Linked DNA regions of Zea mays: region 2 is linked to region 1. A link is a contact called in public Hi-C data. All regions are on one chromosome and are shown on one strand. Each heading gives the region's core, a stretch centred on a gene start, on an enhancer-like site or on the middle of the called end of the contact. The rest is flanking DNA. Distances are from core to core; before and after follow the strand shown.

What was found. A called contact is a pair of places that touch in the nucleus more often than the background predicts.
Region 2: a Hi-C map of leaf shows a contact between it and region 1, with 2.1 times the contacts expected there. The contact joins the promoter of LOC100501828 here to the promoter of LOC103651107 in region 1. A contact is called at or near these places in 5 of 25 Hi-C or Micro-C datasets (ear, leaf, root tip and 1 more).

Annotation. Positions count from the first base shown.
Region 1 is chr3:193,430,412-193,434,859 of Zm-B73-REFERENCE-NAM-5.0, forward strand. LOC103651107 (disease resistance protein RPS2) reads right to left here and starts at 2,449. Exons shown (of 3, transcript XR_004857334.1): 1 at 2,118-2,449; 2 at 1-1,868.
Region 2 is chr3:193,575,781-193,580,228 of Zm-B73-REFERENCE-NAM-5.0, forward strand. It overlaps LOC100501828, which reads left to right and starts at 1,994. Exons shown (of 2, transcript NM_001196479.1): 1 at 1,994-2,316. LOC100281260 (disease resistance protein RGA4) reads right to left here and starts at 1,678. Exons shown (of 1, transcript NM_001154179.1): 1 at 155-1,678. The coding sequence starts at 1,551. The coding sequence ends at 316.

The DNA of each region.
Region 1 (4,448 bases), core at 1,199-3,698:
CATCACTTCTTCCGGAAGCTTAGGCAAAAGAGCTTCACAAGGAGATGCATTTGGCATTTGTGGAGATAACCGACTGGAGCTTCAAAGAATAACTTTCAAACGACCACATCCAAACATATTTCAACCCGACTGGAGATGCATATGTCAAAATTTGTGAACAATCGTCATCACAATTTTGACATATTTCAACCAGTCATCTTCAGAGCCAATGGAGATCAACTGTCAAAATATTGTCCCAGATGCAACATGGGACAATAAACCCTCAATTGATATGTTGACAGGGTCGTTTAAATTGCAACTAATCTCCTCACAAGCTCTTGCGAAAATCTAGCCAAAAGAGGGCCTTTCATCGAACATCACATTCACGTTCTTCATTACATCAAAACTAACATTCCTATAAACATCTTCCTCCACGCTTCCTCCACGTTATAGTGTCACTAGGGTGTCCATCTATTACAAACACGGATTCATAACTCAATAACCATTAAAGATGGTACCTGACTAACACTATCAACTAATGCCTAACTAAATACTATCCCCATCTACTAATATACTAATGCCTAAATACTTACTAAGTAATAAATAAGTAATAGATAATTGCTTACATATAACTATATACTACTACCTATATACTTACTAATCTAATAATGCCTAAACACTTAATACTAACTATACACTAATAAATAACTAACCACATCAAGCAGTTATATGATCGATTAATATTGTGTAAAAAACGAGTATACCTGAGGCCGTCGTGTAGTCAAGCTATAGGTGGCGGAGGTGATGGAATCGAACGACCTCCTATCTACATCGACGTCCAAATATAACATGCCATCGACGTCCAAATATAACATGCCATCGACGTATATAATCACCATCGACGTCCAAATATAACATGCCATGCTTTATGAGAACATCAAGAATTTCCTTGCCAATATGGTTAACCTCATCAAAATCAGTAGTTTTCTGGAGTAGACCATCTGTTTTCCAGTGCCAGATTTTTGACTGAAATTCCTTGATCCTCCGGGAAGAGTAGGCAGTACAGCAAGCATCGTCGCACATTATTGTTAGGAAGCTGCTGGTATCCAAATTTCACCAGGCGCTTCATGGTGTTTAACGCTGATGTCTGAGCTTCTAGAGTGACATGCGCTTTTGCGACCAACTCATCAAATGCTTCTTGTGTAGGTGAGCCATACAGAACCCCAGCCAATAGAATGACTGTGAGCGGCATGCCAAAACAGCAACTGATTAAGTCATGTGCAAAGTTGATATCTTTTCCAATCTTTTCACGCAGCAGGTCGTATGACTCTTCATAAGTAAGAGGTTGTGGCATTATAACTACATCTGGCTCCATGATTGATTCTCCCCTCACAGTTCGTGTAGTCACAAATATTTTTGAGCCAAGACTTTGCTGTCGAGGACGAGGAACTCCCAGGTATTCTAAGATACCCTCTTCAGTAAAATAAACATTATCAAGAACAATGAGGAATTTCCGTGCTGTGAGATATTCCTTGATTATGGCCTTGGTTCTTTCTACAGACAAGTTATCTCCTTTGTTACATGAAAGAGATGCTGCAATCTTATTGAGACACTGTCTCATGCTACAGTTAATTGACAAGGGAACCCAAACATACTCTTGAAAGAGATTCGAAGTCCTTGCTGCCCGGTATGCAGCCTTCGCAGCCCATGTCTTTCCAGAGCCAGCAATACCTTGGATGACAATTACTCCAACATCTGGACGAACAAGCAGCCCGAGCATATGTTGGAATGAAATCACCTGACCGTGATTTATAGTTTGCAGCCTTGGAAATCGGATTGTCTGCCTTTGCCTCCAAGAGGAATAATAGGACGCCATTATGCTGCTTATCCTGTTTTTTTTTCCAGTTGTATTTCTTGGGTTAGTCTGGTCAACAATAGGACGACATATACAAGTTTAATAGAATCACACACACACTACTAGTATTTGTTACAGAAACTTGTTGGTTTGGGCGTATGCCCTTTTCTCCATTTAGATAAGTATCTTTTGCTGTTTTGCATGATATGCATCTCTAATTTGGGGATAAAAGTAACACGGCACAAATGAGAAACCAAAATTCAGAAAACGAGAAAGCACCCACCTGCTGTCCCGTGCGGCTCAAAGATGTTGGAGAGGAGCATTCGCACCGAGGCGCTTCAGCGATTTCCAGTGGCCCTGCGCCCTAGGGTATGCGATATGCCGGCAGGCGGCAGCTGTGGAATGGGAGAGATGCAGGAACTGAGGAGGGCGGGCAACGAGCAATGTCCAGGTCGAAAACCCGCCAAAATTTGGTGAGGCGTGGGAGCTCGCCTGTCGCCTAGAGAAAGGCGGACGCAGTATTGCGAAGGCGAGACCTTGACTTGAGTAGTAGGCCAGTAGGGTAGACAAGACGATCGTATCGAGAATTCGAGACCCTGTCACTGGCACGCGGCTGAGAAGCCTGTTTGTGGTAGAAAATCCGTTTTGAGTTGCCCTGCCTCGCCAATCCGTATAGATCACTGACGTGACCTATAAAAAATATCCTACAATTTAAAAATGAATATATTTAATATAATTTAGTGCACCAACAAAATATCTAGTTCCAACTGTAAAGCCTTAAATGTATATTATAGTACAGCTCAGTACAATATAGTGTATTTGAGTTACTTGAGAGTGTGTTTTATAATTTTTTGACCAAATTTTATAAAATGAGGCGTTGTTGGAGTAGTTTTTCCTGTGTAAAGCTCTATATTTCAATTTGAGGCAGCAGTTTGAAGTATTATTGGATATGCTCTCACATGAGGGCTGTAAAGGCTCTCTAGCGTCACCTATCATAATTTCTATTTCAAACTCCACTCTATAAACAGTGTTATCTTATCGGTGTTTCGTACCTCGCTCCGACAAGTAAATTTATTGTGCGCAATTGCGCGTTCCGGGCTCTGGAGGGTGTGCGCGGAGGGCGCAAGATTTATACTGGTTCGGATAGAACATCCAATATCTAGTCATCGGTGACTTGCACTACCATCACCATTGATGAGGAAACTCGTAGTAGGGGTTATAAGCAATCGAGAGATGGAGGGAGGCTCTCATGTCTCTTGTTGGGGTGGAAGTGGAGCTTAGAAGCTGAGAGGTGGAGTCCTAGCTAAGTCTTGATTTAGTGGGGGCTCCGGCCTCCTGGTCCTCGTCGGCGCTCCTCCTCCTATTCATCCTTGTGGGCTCGTTTCCGTCTGAAGGCCTCCGGTCGTCTCCAAGTCGATATCCTCTCTCCGTCCTCTCGTCCTGAGGCGACCCTCTCCCTTTTATAGATCGGGAGAAGGATCGGCCAACGGTGACTCCTCTAGGAAGGAGCCATAAGGTAGGGGTAAAATTAGTGTTTTACCTCGGGTAAGTCCATGTGTACTCGCGGGGCCTAGGGCTGCCTGGCTATCGCGTATTTATCGTAGTGGATGACGCGGGGGCGGCGATGGTCCTAGTTGCATCATTCCGGCTATGTCGAGACCTGGCTTCTGTAGCCTAGGGCTCTGTGCAGTCCGTCGTGTAGTGCCCTGCGGGAGGTATGCGCATTCAGGCCTAGTCCGATAGGCCATAAGTGTGTCGCAGTCCGTGGGCGCGCGAGCCATTAATGCACAGTAGTCCGAGGGTTTGTAGGTCATGAGTGCTATGCGGCCTGAGGGGTCCTTAGGTCATGAGTGGAAAGTGGACTGGTGGTCACGCTGTGGCTCGATGTTAGGCGTGGTTAATGCGGCCAGCCATTTACGGCAGGTCAGTCCGAGGCCGGGCGCGGGATCCACTCGAGTGGTTCCCTTTCGACACGCTCGTCCTCCTTGTCAGGCTCCGGCACACCCAGCCCCAGGCTCGGTGCCGCGGGTTTGACCGGGGGTGGGTCCTTCTAGAGTTGGTGTGCCTGTCTCTTCTAACTAACTAACGGACCCAACGATCTGGGGCCCTTTCCTAAGCGCGTTCACTGACTGGTGGGTCCAGGGACCGGGGACCATTTCCCCAACAATAGCCCCCGAGCCCTAAAGGGGAGAGTGTCTCCCTTTGGGGGCTGATAACGGGTCGGACATGTGTCGGGTTGGACATTGTCTTATTCCTTTTTGTCGCTTGTCGTTGTCGAATGTAACCAGCAAAGTCCACTGTTGGCTTCAGTTGGACGCTATAAATAGGGGCTCGCTCCGTGCTTACCCCCAACAGACTTCAGTCGTTGCTTTGTGTTTTCTAAAAGCGGTATTTAGTTGGGATGGTTTTGTTGCCTCCAACCTCTCGGGGTCTCATCGGCTGGTCATGGATCACGGTAAGCGCCTAGCTTCGGAGTGCTCTTACTAGGGCCGGTCTAAGCACCGCACATCGTAGGAAAGGTGGGTAGTGACCAAGCACTCACTCAACTCCCGCCCCTCCATCGTATCGGTGACTAACCTTCCTCACAGGGCGATGGGCTCAAGCGTCAGAGGAG
Region 2 (4,448 bases), core at 744-3,243, 140 kb after region 1:
ACTGAGAAAATTGAGGGTAATGTTACAGAACTGAGAAATTTGAGCTTGTCTTAATGTGTGCATATAACCCCCTTTCCTGCTATGTTTATGTAGAAAGCATTCATTTAGACTGCTGCAACGCAGGAATTTCATTAGAATCTTGAAGGAATTTCACATGAATCAGCTTATTTTCTCGGTTTATTAATTTCACAGGAATAAACAGGAAACTTGTCCGGTGTTCCAACCAGGCGAGGATTCTCGAAGCCACTTGTCACTACTCGCTTCTACAAACGGATCTACCACAACATATGTGTTGCCTATTTCAGGCTTCCGCTGTTACCTAGCAGTGATGATATGGTCACTCTTGCCGAGTTCCTCGCTGGTAGATGTCGATGCAGGTGGCGAAACGCTGCTGCTTGCGAAGATGTCTCCCATTGTCTTGGCTGCCGATGGGAACCCGCCACAAGTCTCAAGGATCTCCTGTTTCATATGGTTAACAGTGACAAGATCGACAGCCTTTTTCTCCTGGGGCTGGGAAAGAACAACATCCATGAAAATTGCCCAGCTCGCGCTGTCCACCAATGGCCGCACACGGTACAAGCAGCTCTTCCTCACCATCGCCTCTGCCGCCTGCTCCAGCCGGCTGGTGACGATCACCAGGCCACCTCTCCCTTTGGGCAGTGCGAACGCGAGGCGTTCTGATAAGACAGACAGGTCGTCGGCTCTCCGCATGGCGTTCTGGGGGCCAACGCCAACAACGTCAGAGTACCAGCTATCGATGTGCCACACGTCGTCGAACACTATGAGGAACCTCTTCCCCTCGAGCTGTTCGTGGACGGCGATCGTCAGCTCTGTCAGGCTATCGCTGCCGTTCATGGACAGGATGGCATCCTCCTCGTGTCCAAGAGCCATGAGCATCCCCTGCAAAACTTCCTTGCGTCTGTCTGCTCCAGCAGAGGCGGTGCGCGACATGCACATCCATATCCTGGGGAAGAAACGGCCTTTCGCACGCGGGCTGCTGAACAGGAGCTGCGCGAGCACGGTCTTCCCGATGCCGCCCATGCCCACGATGCCAACGCCGTTAAGCTTCCCCGCGCCGCAGTCCCTGAACGCCATGGACTCCAGCTCCGCGAGCTGCTGGTCAAACCCATGGATCCTGCTCCCTTCGAGCCAAGACGTCGTCCAGCGGTCCAACCCAGCGGCGGCGTCCTCCTGCGACGCCGCAGCGTTGCCACCGGAGTCGTTCTCGACGCACTCGAGGACTCTGCGCCTGACCGCGGTCACCCTCTTCTTGGTCTTGGGGAAGCGCCAGGCGTCGGACTGGGCAAAGCACCAGCGCTGCTGATTAGGCCGGTTGGCGAGCCTGCGGCACTCGGCGAGCAAGTCGTTGAGTTCGTAGAGGCACTCCCGGAGCTCATCGGCGTTGGCGGGAGAAACGGCCGCCTTCTCCAGATCGGTCCTCATGTCGTGGAATTGGGCGCGGAAAGGGAGCTCCGCCTCTGCGTCCGCTGCCTCCTCGGTGAAGCTATCCACGAACTTCTTCACAAGAAACTGGACGACTTCCACGGCCATCGCGACGTCGGCCTTCCTCTTCAGCCTCAGGAGTGTGGCTTGTAGAGAGACGACTAAACAGGAGACAATTATTCAGCGTTTCTCCGGACAAGCGCCGGGAATTGTGACTTTGCATAGCAGCTCAATCAAGTGGGCGCAAAACGCGTAATAGTTAGTAGCCAGTAAACGGAGACTGACTGAGGACAAGCCATGGCCACATCGGCGGTCGCCGGTTGGTCACCAGTCGCTAGTGCCTAGTGTTGATGGTCACCAGTCGCTAGTGCCTAGTGTTGACCCAGAGACGACTTGATTCGTTTGTACTGATCTCGGATGTACTAAACAAAACCCTCCTTCCCCAAGAAAAAGGCAAAGGACAGAGGCAGGCAGCGAATCAACAATGGATGCGAACTGGACATACATGGACAGCTTCCTGACAACATGGAATGAGTGGGAGATCCGCATGCTTGTGCTCACCAGCCTCGCCCTCCAGGTGTTCCTCCTCTTCTCCGCCGGCATCCGCAAGCGTAACGTCTCCGCCGTGCTGAGCCTGCTTCTATGGTTGGCCTACCTGCTCGCGGACTCCATCGCCATCTACGCGCTCGGGTACCTCTCCCAGACGCGCGTGCCCAAGGGCGTGGACCCACAGTCCTTCGAGCGCACTCACCGCGTCCAGGCCTTCTGGGCACCGTTCCTCCTCCTCCACTCGGCGGCCAGGACACCATCACCGCCTTCTCCACCGAAGACAACGAGCTCTGGAAGCGCCACCTGCTCAGCCTCCTCACCCAGGTACGCGACCAGCTATGCCACATGCGTGCTTCCAGTTTTTTTCCCTGCGCCGGCCGGCGATGCCCCGCCGTAGTCAGGCCTCCTGTTTGTTCAAACATACCGAACAGAATTGAATGGGCTAAAATCTTTGATATTTAACTTTAAATTAGAAAGGGATTTCAGTCCCTTCGATCTGCTTTGGTATTTTTGCTCTTAAACAAGAATCTACATCGTATAAGCTAGGACCACACTTTCATCTTATCTCCGGCCACCCGTGACTCTTCGATCCATCCTTCCCGTCACGGATACTTGCGTTGGGAAAACAAAAACAATGCCAGGTAATTAAGTTTACAGCGGCCATTAAATGGAAACCTTGCAAACGGAGAGGCTTCCTTGTCTTGGTGAGGGAGGCTCCGATGATGAAGATTTTTGGATGGAGGGAGTATAATCTAGTTTAAATATATATAAACAACCAACACATATTATTATGTGGATTCTATAATCTAGATATCTAGGTTATAATATCCATAAACATATCAATAGATGCTTATATAATCCATAAGCTAGATTATATAATTCTAGAATGAAATTCAAGCTTGACATGTTCGGCCCACAAAACCGTTGTTGTTTGTATGTATATTGGAAAATATATATATATAAACAGATGAATTATCTATTTACATTGGGCACATGATTTTAAATTTGTGAAGAATAATACAAGCTATTATTATATCATTTATGATATTGGTCTGTTAGGCTATCTCCAACAAGGTTCGGTAAACCGACCTGTACGCTAGAAATAGCAGACCGAGGCGTCTTTGAGGCCTCCAATAAGATCCGCTATAGCCTCCGGTAAAATTTAGGGTGCGTTCGTCGTCCGCTATCTGTAGCGTGCTAGCTTTCGCTCGCTATCCGTTGTTCACTCCCGCGCTGTCGTCTTCTGTTGTCTCCCGCACCGGCTCGGAACCCTCTCGTCGTCGCGCCCACTGTGCAGCACATCCCCTCCGGTGTACGGCTCCAACACGACAAGGTGTTCTCCCCGCTCCGGCCCAGCTTCCCCTCCATTGGCCGCGCACGCTCCCCCGACTCCCCAACCAATCTGTCCACACCAAGTCGCAGTAGCTCATGTTGTCGGGGCTCAAGATGATGCGTGTGGAGCGGCTTCGCATGCTGGAGGTTGGCGGCGCTGTGCTTGAAGTTGAAGACGTTGTGGTCAACCACGTCGTCGCTTTCAAACCGAATCTGGTTTTGGACACGCAGGCAAGCAATTTGTCTTCGATTGCTTCCAGACCTAATCTGAATCCCTCATCGCACTTCCTCCTCACGGCAAAACAAGATTCATCATTTAGCTGCATATTTAATGGAATAGATTTATCCATTTCGTAAGTGAGATTTAACCATTTCTCAAGTGTTCCTAGCCATTGTTCAGATTATGTCTATTCTGTACATGTGCGATGAGGGATTCAGTAAAGTGTTCCTAGCCATTTTTGTGGATGAATTTAGTGGTCAACATTGATTCGTATCTATGAAGGGTTCAAGAATCTTTAGCAATGGAAAATAGCTTTACTCTTCGTCCTCACCAATTTGTGCCATCACCAAGCCATCAGTTGGTGATTCAGTTGTCTTGAATAGAATGAAGTTAGGATAGTGCACTGGCGAAAATGATTTATCATAGGAATGCTTTTTATTTGGAAATTTGGTTGCATATGCAGAAATTCCAGTAGTCATTGGTCGGGTGTGCTGTTGATGTCTGCTCTAGGTGTTGATTATGATGTTAATCGGGGTCCTTTTTTTGCCATATTGTCGAAATAGTTGAACGTATGCAATAATTCGTAAAATGCTAACGATCAATTTATTTGATCCGATAAAAAAATGATGAAAATAATTTCAGTTAATATGGTTGCAAAGAATATGGAGGATGAGATATAGAGAACGAAATTTAGAGAACGTTGTTGGAGATGAAGAAAATATAGAGTATGAAATCTTTTAGGGTATACTATAAAAGATAGAGAATATTTCTTTAGAGGACATTGCTGGAGTTACGTTGTCTCCGGTATTGCTAGCTTGGGGGCACGAGGCACGAGCTGTGGTTGTCGCCTTACGAGACGATAGCATTGCGGTCACGAGGGTGTTTTTTTTTAAATACAGACGGC